Regions from separate parts of the Ovis aries genome. Here region 1 is linked to region 2. The links are chromatin contacts, called in public Hi-C maps. All regions are on one chromosome and are shown on one strand. Each heading gives the region's core, a stretch centred on a gene start, on an enhancer-like site or on the middle of the called end of the contact. The rest is flanking DNA. Distances are from core to core; before and after follow the strand shown.

The links. A called contact is a pair of places that touch in the nucleus more often than the background predicts.
Region 1: a Hi-C map of blood shows a contact between it and region 2, with 3 times the contacts expected there. The contact joins the promoter of ACTB here to the enhancer-like site in region 2. A contact is called at or near these places in 2 of 16 Hi-C or Micro-C datasets (both in blood).

What each region holds. Positions count from the first base shown.
Region 1 is chr24:39,216,412-39,222,229 of ARS-UI_Ramb_v3.0, reverse strand. It overlaps ACTB (actin beta), which reads right to left and starts at 1,529. Exons shown (of 6, transcript NM_001009784.3): 1 at 1,450-1,529; 2 at 590-718; 3 at 187-426. The coding sequence starts at 712.
Region 2 is chr24:39,094,155-39,100,439 of ARS-UI_Ramb_v3.0, reverse strand. All of the region lies in intron 11 of RNF216 (ring finger protein 216), which reads right to left. Among named protein-coding and RNA genes, the nearest start is that of RNF216, 59 kb to the right of the region's middle. Within about 2 kb of position 4,954, at least 35 of the 54 cell types and tissues checked have an H3K27ac peak or open chromatin away from gene starts, as enhancers often do.

The DNA.
Region 1 (5,818 bases), core at 280-2,779, 130 kb before region 2:
AAGGCAAACACCAGAAAAAGATCCCATCTGGGGAAAAGCAAATAGAACCTGCAGAGTTCCAAAGGAGACTCAGCTCAGAGAAGAAAGTCCTAGGAAAATGGCAGAAGAGAGAATAAGTGAGAAAGGGCGTGGCAAAGATGGGCAAGAAAGGAGGGGCGCTGAGGCAAGGCCGGGCGGCCCACTGACCTGGGTCATCTTCTCACGGTTGGCCTTGGGGTTCAAGGGGGCCTCGGTCAGCAGCACGGGGTGCTCCTCGGGGGCCACACGCAGCTCGTTGTAGAAGGTGTGGTGCCAGATCTTCTCCATGTCGTCCCAGTTGGTGACAATGCCGTGCTCAATGGGGTACTTGAGGGTCAGGATGCCTCTCTTGCTCTGAGCCTCATCCCCCACGTAGGAGTCCTTCTGGCCCATGCCCACCATCACGCCCTGCGGAGAGAGGAGCGAGGAGGCGCCTTCAGCTTTGGCCAAGTCCCACCGACCCCCCTCCCCACCCAGAAAACCAAAAAGGCCTCCCTCCCTCCTCCTCCCCGCCAGCTCCGAAGAGTCCAGGACCCACCCACTAAGCCAGACCCCCAGGTTGGGGCCATACCTGGTGCCGGGGGCGCCCCACGATGGAAGGGAAGACGGCCCGGGGAGCATCGTCGCCCGCGAAGCCGGCCTTGCACATGCCGGAGCCGTTGTCAACCACGAGCGCAGCAATATCATCATCCATGGCGAACTGTGGGGACAACCAGGGGGTGAGCCGGGGTGTAGGGGGGTGTCGGGCGCGGCCGCCCCCGCCCTACCCACTTCCGGCGCAGCGCGCCTTCGAGCCGCTAGGGGGCGCCGGCGCGCGCGCCCAGATTAGGGACAAAGGAAGCCGGGCGGCCGCGTTATTACCATAAAAGGCAAACGCGGGTTGGAGGCGGCCCCCGCGGCGCGCGGCAGGAAGCCAGGCCTCCGCCCCCTACCCACCCGGCGCCAGCCCAGCCCCGCCCCGCCCCGCCAGCGCCACCCGGCCGGCGCGCGGCGGCGGCCACGCCCGCCAGGCGGCCGGCGGCCCCGGGAGGAAGTGCGCGCAGGCGCTCTCGCGCCGCGGGGGCCCCACCCCTTCCGGCCGGCCGCCCCGCCCTCACTTCCCGAACCTAGCGCGCAGGCGCACGAGTGTCCCCCAGCCCCCACTCCGCCGGGCCGCGCCGCCGCGCCCACCCTCCCTCCCCGCGGCCGCCTCGGGATCACCTTGGAGGAGCAAAGCCGCCCGCTCGCGGACAGAGATCCAGGGCGTCCCCGGCCGCGATGGAGCGCGCCCCGAGCGCAGCTCCGGCCCAGAGCGAGAGGAGCGTAGGAGCCCGCTCTCTGCAGCCCGGCGGCCGTCCACGGGAGCCAGGATGCCGGGGGAGCCCTCCTGCCCGGAGGAGGCGCCGGCCCCCCGGCACAGCAGCGGCCCGGCCGGCGCCGGGGGCCTCTTACCTGGTTGCGGTGTCGACCGGCGGCGAAGGCGGAGCGGCGAAGGCGAGAGGCCTGTGCTGGCGGGGCGGACGCGGTCTCGGCGGTGGCTGCGCCTCGCGCCGCCGGGTTATATAGGGCGCCGCTGCGGCCGCTCGAGCCATAAAAGGCAACTTTCGAAACGGCGGGCGCTGATTGGCCCCGCGCCGCTCACTCACCGGCCTCGCCGCACAGTGCAGCATTTTTTTTTTTTCTTTAACCCCCCTCTCCCCTCCTTTTGAGAAAAAAAAAGAAAGCGATGGACTGGGAGAGAGCGAGAGCGAGATTGAGGAAGACGAGGGAGAGAGTTTTGGCGTTGGCCGCGCTGGGGTGCTGGGCGGCCCCACGGGCAGGGGGTGCGAGCCCCAGGCCGCCGCCCCGCCGAGCAGTTGCCCCGGGTCTGGCCCTGCGTGGCCCAGGCCCTCACCCAACCTGCCTCTGTCTCTGTGGGACCCCCAGGGTAGTGAGCGCCCCGGTGGGCAAGGGTTGGCACAGATGCCCGGGTTCCTGGTCGCTGTGGGTGCATGCTTAGGGAACAGATGTGGTGGGGAAGGGGTGGGCAGAGAGCCCTCCACCCTTACCAACATTAGCCCAACTGTCCAGAAAGCCAGGAGGGCCTCTGACTGGGGGTGCTCCGCTTGTTAAGTGGGTGTTCTCAGTGTGCTAAGGGGGCCAGTATTACTCAGACCTGGGGCTCAGAGCTGTGTTGACACCGGGGACTCGGGGCTTGTGGCCATTTAACAGGGACCCCGGTTCCCAGGGACAGGGCAGCCCTCCCCCAACCCACCCAGGGGCCAGCGGCTGGCCAAGCCTCCCCTGCTGCAGGACTGGACAGGGGTGGGATCTGTAGAACAGAGGAACCGTTTCCATGGAGCTGGGCTGCCTCAGGAGTGCCTGGTCACACCCAGCCAAGGCCAACCCTGGGCCGTTAACCCGGGCAGCTGCCAAGCTCTACCGGGTGCAGGCAGGCTGGGCCATTCAGCGCAGCTCTGGGGCCCGGGCCCCACCGGCCATCGTCTGCCTGTCACGTGCAGCTGACTTGCCCTGGACCATCTGGAGGCCACCAAGCACTGGGGAAGGACACTCAGCGTGCCGGCGAGGAGGGAGGGAGCTGGGGGAGCAGTGACAGCCCCTGAAGACCAGCTGCCCTCAGCCAAGGCCCAGCACACCTGCACCTGCCCTGGACCTCCCCCGAACACTGGGCCAGACCTGGGTGCCCTGCAGTGTTCTGGGTGGTTCCCTGATCTGAACTCTGCCAGTCTAGCAGGGAGAGCTTGCCCCCTCCCCCCAGAGGGTGGACAGCAGTGGTCAGCGTTTGGCAAAGAGGCACCCAAGAGGGCATAGAATCCCAGCCTGGGGGAACACGCGGCTTCTCAGAGGTGGTGACAGGCTGAATTATCACACAGAGGAGAGGGTGGTCCAGGTGGGGGCCCTGCCTGTCCCCAGGGGTCTGTTTGCAGGCACCCCAGGCCTGCCTAGGGCTTTGCTACACATAGTAGGTGCTCACTGAGTGTGTGTTGAAACCAGCGAAAGATTAGTCCATATATGGATGTGGAATCTGGCCAGGGAAGAGGCAGCTTGGTCCAGCCCACTGCAGGAGGCCGGTGGCAGGGCCTTTGAAGGTTGCCGAGGCCACAAACAGGTAGGAAGAGTGACCGGCTCTCAGCACGAAGCAGAGCCCCCGAGGCTTAGAGCCGCAGGCTGGCATTCCCAGGGAACTGCTCTCGACAGCTTCCCCAGCACCACCCCAGGCCTGGGTGAATGTTTCCAATCCATCCACTGCCTGCCTCCCTGGGACCAGATTGCCCTGTCCCTGGCCTTGTGTCTCAGTCACGGGCATTTGGCCAGCTACCCTGGGACCTGCCAGCCCTGTGATGCAGGAGCTGTGGTGGGAATAGGGGCCATGGGGCAACACGTGCGAGACTCGGGTGGCCCCCAAAGGCTCTGTGGGCTGGAGATCAAGGCCAGTCCCTGGGAGGCAGGGCCTAGGCTGCCATCGCACCTCTTCTCAAGAGAGGGGCCCCACCCCCCACCCACCCACCACGGGCTGGAGGATTCCTGGCCATCTGTGTCTGCAGCAGCCTGGTGGTCTCCTATGCATCCTTCAAGGCCCATCCCAGAAGGCCCCTTCCTTGAGGGAGTCCTTTGGGATCTGCAGCATACACCTCCGTCCCACCAAAGACAACTGCACAGGGCCGGCCTCGCTGACCAGAGGCGAGTCCTTCCAGGTCTCTGTCCAGCGTCCATCTCCCCATCTCCTCCCACCGAACCCACCCCCCCACCGGCTCTGGTCACAGTGCATCAGTGACCCCTGGGTGTCCTCGGCCTTGAGAAAGGACCCTGGGAAGATGGAGGGTTGGGGGGTGGCTGAGTCGCTAGCCTGGGGGGCTGGGAGGAGCTGAGAGAGGCAGCAGGAGGGAAAGAGGAAGTGGAGCGGCCGGAGGAAGAGGGAGGAGGCGCGCAGGAGAGGAAGTGAGCAGGTCCTCTGCCCGTTCGCGGGAACTTTGCCCTTGCAGGGAGTTTTCCGAGCTGTCACTGGGGCAGGCCAGCACCCAGCCCCCGGGGCCCTTAGGCGGCTCAGCCAATGGCGACGGCACTTGCGTTTCTGGTGCTTTTTTTTTTCTTCTTCTTTCCCTCTTGCGGTTCTCCTCCCCGAGAGGCCTCCAGGCCAGCGGACCTTTACAGCCCATACCAGAGGACCACTCCCCGCCTTCCTCCAGAGCCCGCCCCGACGTTGCCGCCCTGCCCTAGGGGACCCCAGGCTCCCATTTTTCAGAGGAAGAAACAGCCGAAGAGAGAGGGGAGGAGACCTTCTGTCTCAGACTGTTGGCTCCAGGAGGGCAGTGAGCCTGCGATGGGTTCCCCAAAAGGGGCAACTGGTGAACCAGGGGCGACATTCCAGCAAGCACAGCCCTTGTTACGGATGAGGCTACTGACGCCCAGAGTCTGGAGTGAAGGGCTCTGGGTGTAGGGCCTGGAGGCCACTCACTGCCCCTCCCTAGGTAAAAATGTCCCCAGGGACAGGGATCAAAGGCTGCTCCACAGTGTAAATTCCTGGGTCCCAACTGCCTCCTCAGCGCTTATCTCCCGAGGCCTGGAGAAAGCAGCCAGAGCCCCTGGTCACAGGACAGTGGGTCCTGAGCCCCCAAGCCTGCTGTTTCTCTGCCCTGTCTCCTGCTCCTGGGATGGTCTCGAGAGGCGATTCTGGGCCTCGGGTTTCTGAGGTCCTGGGTGGGACTGGGCTTGAGGTTCCTCTTGACTCCTGCCCAACTTTTTCCCTCAGCCTTCAGGGCCAGCTCTTGGGCTGCCTGCCCCCTCCAGGAAGCCTCCTGTGAGTGCCTCCCTCCTCTGCCATAAGAGCAGCAGCTCTCCCTCTCAAGAGAGGGGAAGTGACCCAGTCAGGATTCCACAGCAAGACCATGGGTGCCCAGCCTCCTGGATCACGCCGCTCCTGAATCCCGCACACCAGCACCAACCAGCCAGGCATGCTTCCAGGGAGGAATAGCCCCAGACAACACCCCAAATAAAGCAAGTGCTGGTGCCCCAGACGGAAGGAGAGAGGCAAAGCCCTCTGAGGAGGTGCCCAGCCAGCCAAAGGGGAGCCTAGAGGCGGGAGGGCTGGGCCAGGCCTCGTGCTCTTGGGCCTTAGCCAGGCCTTGGTCCCCACCCCGGCCAGGCCTCTAGCCAGAGTTTCTCCTGGGGCCTGTACCAGGCATCCTCCAGGGCCTCAGCCCGCCCTAGGCCTCCCCACCTCCCTGATCCTCATCTACTCAAGGGGGATCCCTGCCCCGGAGAAACTGGGAACTTCTGACCCTCCCTGGGAGTGTTTTAAAAAATCCTTCAAAACTACCCTCTCTCTTCCTGTCCCCCAGGGCACCCAGAGAAAAGCCGCCCTCCTGGGAAGTTCCCAGCCTGGCTTATTTGGTTGAATTTTTTCAGAAACAGACACGAGGTTCCGTGGGCTTCCCCCCTCTACACACACGCAGCTGAGCCCCTGTTGATCCCTCGGCCCTTCTGCCAGGAGGGCCAGTTGCCCCTCTCCCCAAGAAGCGGCGGTGAGACGGGGAGCTCCCGAGGGGGTCTGACAGCTGTCCCAGGCAGATCGGGGGCATCCTGGTCTCAGGTGCCTGACCCGGGGGGTGTGGAGGCCTCTGAGGGCCTGGGTCCACCTCCGCCCACCAGGAGTGGCTGGTGACCTGCCCCCAGTCACCTAAGTCAGTGCTCCGAAGCCTGGCGCCCCTGTTTTTCCAGCCAGAGGCCTGAGAAGCCAGGCGACCAGGTTGAACCAAGTGGTATGGGGTCAGCAGCAACTTTATGTTCAGGGCCAAGTGGGGTCCTTGGGCCTCAGGACCCA
Region 2 (6,285 bases), core at 3,705-6,204:
TTTTCCCCTGGACTCAACTCAGGGCTGTAATTCCATGACAGCACTCTTCAGTAAAATAATTTAGATGTAAAGAGTGCAAGAAAATGAGGGGGCAGGTAACCCATGCTCGCAGAGTTCAACCACATCAGTTTACTCATGTCTAGTCCCTTTCTACTTCCTGCTCCACGAGGACAAGGGCACTGTTTCCAGAAGATGGACAGGCTTCTGATCAGAGACCAGTTGACAAGGTTCCCCAGGTAACACAAAGGCAGCTCCAGCAGCATGAAGCTCTCTCCGTGAAGCGGCCAAGGGAGGATGAACTGCCCTTGCCTCTCAGAAGCCACTACACCAGCTCACGTGAGCCTGTCCACCGCACACACCCTCCACGTGGGCAGGGCCGCTGTTGCTGTCCCCTGCTCCAGAGAGGATGGGCGCGCACGCTGACAGGGCGGGAGTGTGCGGGGTGGGGAGAGGCGCCCTGCTGCCCCCTCCTCTGGCTGCTGCCACTCTGCCGCCCACCAGTTTGAACGTCAGGTGAGGGCACGTGCTCACTGCCAAGCTCCCATCTTCCAGCAACACAGATGCGTCTCACTTGCCGTGGAGTGCGGATCTGGGGCTGGTGGAGACTTGACTCAGGTAAGTAAACTCGGGCCCGGAGGGGAAGGGCGGAGGCCAGCACACGCCTCTGCACCCCCTGCAGTGCCTCTTCTGCCACCTGAACGCAGTCCCATCTGGATCACACGGCAACGCGCAAAGAACCCGCCTTCAAGCGGGTTGTTCTGCAGTAATGAGTTCTGCATGTTCCTAAGTTCTGAGAGAAATGAACCCTGTTGTCTGACCCTGCGCACAGACAGTGAGACTGGGGTGACCCACCAATGAACTGTGAAGAGCACGTCCCCACCCACCGACAGGGTCTCTGCTGGGTTGGCTTCTGGTGAAGACCCATCTCCACCCTGAACAAACAAGCACAACACCAAGCAATTCTGCCTGACAGCAGTATTTTATTGTTATGACACCGTCTCGTGACCCACTTTACTCCCTGCTCCCTACTTCTCGGTTATAAGCAGTAATTAGTAATGTCAGTGCTCTGGCTGGATTGCTCCAGGCCCATTAATAATGCACAAGCAGGAACAGGATGAATGCCTAAGTGTACAACAGAGGTTTCAAGGTTAAAAGCAGTAATGGAGAGAGCTGGCGGGAGGCAGGTGGTGTTGGTAGAAGAGGAAGGCGCGGAAGGCGCGCGCGCGCGCCCCCGTGTGTGTGTGTGTGTGTGTGTGTGTGTGTGTGTGTGTGTGTGTGTGCGAGAGAGGGAGAGAGGAAGAGAGGAAGAGAGGAAGAGAAGGGAGGAGAGAGGTGGTGAGGGGTCAGTTTTAAATCTGGTTTCTGAAACGCCCAGCTCCCCTCCACGGCCAGTGTGCATGGTGAAGCCTAACTCCCTGGGCCCTTCATCAAGCTGAGTGCCGCCTCTCCTCTCCTCTCCTCGAGTGGACACAGGCCCCTGACGCCTGGTGGGGAGGGCGTCAGCGTTAGGTCTCAGGCACTGAAGAGCCACTAGTGTGTGACACAGGTCAGAGCAAACGGTGCCAGCGTCTTCAAATGTGTGTTTGGTGTTTCAAATGACCTCTCTTATAAAGGGCAGTGCTCGCTTGTTCAGCTGAACTAGGACCTTCGCACTGAAGCTACATGGGAAAGTCAAGATCAGCGATGCCGGGCCCTCCTTCAGTGCCTGGTACAGAGATGATCGACAGCTGCTCCCCTTCTCTGCAAACCTCTGCCCACCAATATGACACCCGGCATTCCTACCCGGAGCTTCGTATCAGAACTGAATGACAGCAAACAAGCCTGCAAATCAGGCCTGGGCAAGGATGAGCCTGGCTATTTGAAAAATATCTGCCTGGGAGATGGGGGTGGGGCCCTGAAGCCAGGTAGACAGTCAGCTGTGACCCCTGCGCTGTTCGTATCTACAGGACCTTCTAAGTAGAGACAGCCCTTCACTTGTCCCTCACCAACCAAAACTGAACTGCTTTACTTACTAGGAAAGTAACAACTTTATCTGCTAGTTTCACAACCAAAACCAGACATTTTAAAAGCTGGTCCCTGTGATGCTTGGGTGAATCAGATCCCATCCTTACTTGTTAGTCAGAAATAGTCTCTGTGGGAAAAGGAAGCAGTTGGAAGCAGTCTTGAATCATAATTACTGAAAGCTGTATTTATACCCATGGGGCTCTAACTTCTGTGCCAAGGTTTTCTCACTGTGCTGGAGACAGGGCTCCTGTAGAAAGGCCAGTGAGAAGAAAGGGAGAGCTGTCAGAGTTCTAGCTCTTTCCACTGCCTACAAAATTGCATCAGTCACCTACAATCTGAGGCAAAAAGCTCCCCTTCTGAGGGTGGTCAGCCCTCCAAGGGATCCAGGAGGAAGGTCGACAGGTTTGAAAGTGGGCAAGTATATTTTCAAAATCATGTTTATCATTCCCCCTCCTCAAGTTCCCTAAAAGCAAACATAAATAAATAAATCAATCCTTTTGTTCTAGAAGTTCACAGATGACTAGGTCGATGAAAACAAGTGCAACTATTTTTTTAATTGGAAAAGTAACACATGCACAGTACTCCCTCTTCCCTTTGGAGAAAGCCTTCCCCAAAGCAATGCCCTGCAACCAATTTCTTCTCTCTCCTTCCACACAGAGCTTCTGCACCTGACCACAGACAACTCCTCCTCCTCCCATTTGAGATCCAAATATAAGCGTACAATATCCACTGTTCTATACTTTGCTGTTTCTTTTTTAAACTTAATACATCTTGGTGATGGCTTCAGACTGGCACAACTAGGCCCATGTCATCCTCCTTAAGGCTACAGTGTCCTGGCTCACAAGTCAAGTCTGGTCTGTTGCCTCTTTTAAGTGTGATCTGAACTAGATCGCAGTCCTGTTCATTTGTTCACGTGCTGTCTGTGGCTATGTGCAGGTGACAAAGGCGAAGCTGAGCATCGTGCCTGGCCCAGAATTCCTAGAATGTTTAATATTTACTATCTTGCCCTTTATAATAAAGAAAAAGCCTGCCCCCCTCTGGTGTATGTCCTTATATGAACATGCACACGCAGTCTGTTTCCTGCTGATGAACACGCAAGTGGAAAACGGGCATCCTTAAGAATGAAACTGAACTGTCAGTGCTGGGAGGCACTAAGGAGGAGCGGGAGACAGAGTGGGAACTGGCTGGAGAGGCCGGCGTGAAGACGCAAGCTCAAAGAGGCACCTGCAGGGCAAGCCATAGCCTCCGAAAGTGTGACTTCTTCTTTTTAGAGGAAGTAAGAGGCAAATTGCAGGTCTCTTGATAAAAGGAAATTCCCCTTTGCTGTATCAAAGCTACTCCCTGTGTTCGTGTTTTTCTTAGTTAGGCAAGGCTGCCTGAAGCATACTCTGACCAAATTAGGAAGCAAGCAGGCTGATGTCTCTAAGCCAGTCACCACATGGTCAGGACGCCCAGGCATGCGTAGACAGTGATGGATGGGGAAGGGGAGACTCAGTCCAAGAGAGAAGTGCTGCTTGCTTGAGAAATCAGCCTTATCAAAATTACACTTAATAAGAATTACTAATTGTTCTTGAAGATGAAATCCACTTCCTGCTTCTCACAAAAAACCAAGGGCTTCCAAGGTTTCTACAAGGAAAGACAGTGTGAGATGCACAGAAGAGAGGAATTCTGTGTGGAATTGTTCTGTTTACTCCAAGGGCAGTGAAGGTCTTGAGAGGCATCAAGGAAAAACAGACCAATTAGCTTTCTGATAGATTGATTGGATACTCAATTTTACACTATTGAGAAAAAAAGACCTTAGGAAGGGCATACTACGAATGATTTGTGTAAATTTCCAATTGAAGACCGTTACCTCCCGGAAGGACAAGGTTTTAAACTAGCCCTCCGCTCCCCAACGAGGCTGAGGGACGCGACACTGAGCCGTTCACACTGAGCTCGTTTCCGCCACCTCCATCCAGTGACATTCTCCTTCAGGAAGGACTTCTGAGTTAACCTCTGGTTCTGAGCCAGTGAGCTCAGAATCTACTCTGACCACCAGCACTATCTGGGCAATAAAATTTAACCTTGAAAATCCTTGCTTTCCTCCTAAATTTGCAGACCAGCAAGATTTTTGGACATGATTTTTATTCCCTTAGGAATGTGCTCAGCTCAGTTCCAGCATTCGCCATGAAATCAGATGCGCAGTTAAGAGTTAAGGTAAGTTTAAATGATAAAACAAACCTCAGTTCTCCTCTACAGGAAAGTCTTTAAGGGAGCTAGGCTGAAAGATGCGGGCGCTGCTCCTGGCTCAGCCCGAGCACAGTGCCCTCTCCGGGGCGGCAGCCACTCCCCTCGGAGAAAGCAGAGGCCCCAAACGGCCGTCGGCGCAGGCAGCCGTGCACTGGCGCAGGGCTCCTGTTGAAACACTGCTTTCTGTGCTGCCGCTCAGTTTGTGCTGAGCTGGCATCCGGGTTCCTTTGCCAGGTTGTACGGGGCAGGAAATTCGCAATCACTATCTCTGGAGCGCTCCGTATGTTGTCAAAACTGCTAAGCGTTTGCTTTCTATCTACCCTTTACCAACTCTGCACGTTTAATGACAATCACCTAAAGGATCCATGAATTTTACTTATGAATTTAAAGGATACATGAGTTGGAACTATACAGCACAGGTATTTGTCTGAAACCCTGGTTGACTGACATACAAACCCATCAATCAGGAACTGTGTTTCTGTTAGTCAAGATTTCTGTGACTCACCTGAGTCAAACTGTGCACCAGTGGACGGCTGAGGACACAGAGGGATTAGAGCGGTCCCTGACAAGGAGTTCTCATATAACACAAAGACGACGGTTTGATCACTTCCTCAAGCTGTGTGAACTGCCTGCTTCATCTGCTCAGTGAAGACGCCTGGGCTGTATGACTCCCCTCTACCCCTCATAAATCCCGCGTCTACAGTTACAGATGGAGAAAAGCACATGCCAATAGGAGAGTCACCTGGGCAGGCCTAGTGCCGGCCCCTTGACAGGGCTGGAACCACACCCTTGTTCCCCACCAGATGAGTGTGAGTGTGACGGCACCCAGGGGGCTGGCAGGCCCTCCACGCCCTGCTCCCTGTGACGGAAGCTGCTGCTCGGCAGCCTGGCCTGCACAGGGCCGTGGGCCGGGCCGCCGCGCCTCCCGTGGTGTGGTCCTCTCCCGGCATGTCTTCTGCTTTCTCACTGCAGGGCAGAGGCACACGGCTCTGCGCGAGCTTCGTTGCCCTTTTATGGTAGAAAAATGAATTGCCTGCCCAGCAGTGGAGCTGAGAGATGACAGAACGGAAAGCTGTCATTTGTTGTGGTTTTGGCAGCAAGCAAGTGTTCTCCTCTCAGCCACCCTTGGATGGACAGTGCACGCCTGGCATTCGGCAAGGGAAAAGCAAAGCCCCAGCCACACAGCTCCCCGATGAGAGCCTAGCCTGCACAGCGATACATTTACTGAGGAATGGCATCAAGCCTCATTTTTATGAAAATGTACCTTTTACAAAACAAGGCATCAAAAGGTTTGTGCTTGTGAGTCCCAGAAAACATGGTTACAATCAGATCACTTCTGAGGAACAGACCTCACTTCCTTGTACAACGAGGATTTGGGGCTGGAGCTGGGCAGCGAGGTGACCTCACTCTGGAGGAGGGGCTGTGGCTCTCCCTGCAGCCCAGCCAACCTGGGCCCTGTCACCCGGATGGCTCAGGGGGGCAGGGGAGGTGCCACCAGCCCCAGATAAACGCAGCTCCTGGGAAAACACACCGATATCCAAGTCCCTGTGGTAATAAACAGCAGTTGGTACCACAGGGCCGTAAATGGTTTGCATTTCTGTCAGGAGGCCCACAGGAAAAAAAAAAAAGCAGGCCTCCCAGCAGCTGGGGAAACACACTCCAAGAGGAAAATCTGGCAGATCTCTGTATGCACATCAGAGTTAGGGAAATAGGCCCATCTGAGTGAGAAATTAAGCTTAATCCAACATGCTTTCGGCTGGAAAACAAGTCTTTTTAAATGTGTGGGGAAAAAACTCTGATGGTTACGTGGTTCCTTCCATGTTTAAAAAGCACCCAGGACTGAAAACAGCACACGTGCCGGTGTGGAGCCAGCACAGAGCAGCAGCAGCTGCTGAAGGACGCGCCTGGCCTCCGTCGGGCCCCCTTCCCAACACCCCTCCAACCCATGGGGGGCTGCGCGCTGGGGAAGCCCCACCGCAGGGAGGAGCCTCCGGGACAACCGGGCTGACTATGTCCACCGCTGGCCCCAGGCAGGCACCTCCACCGCCCCTC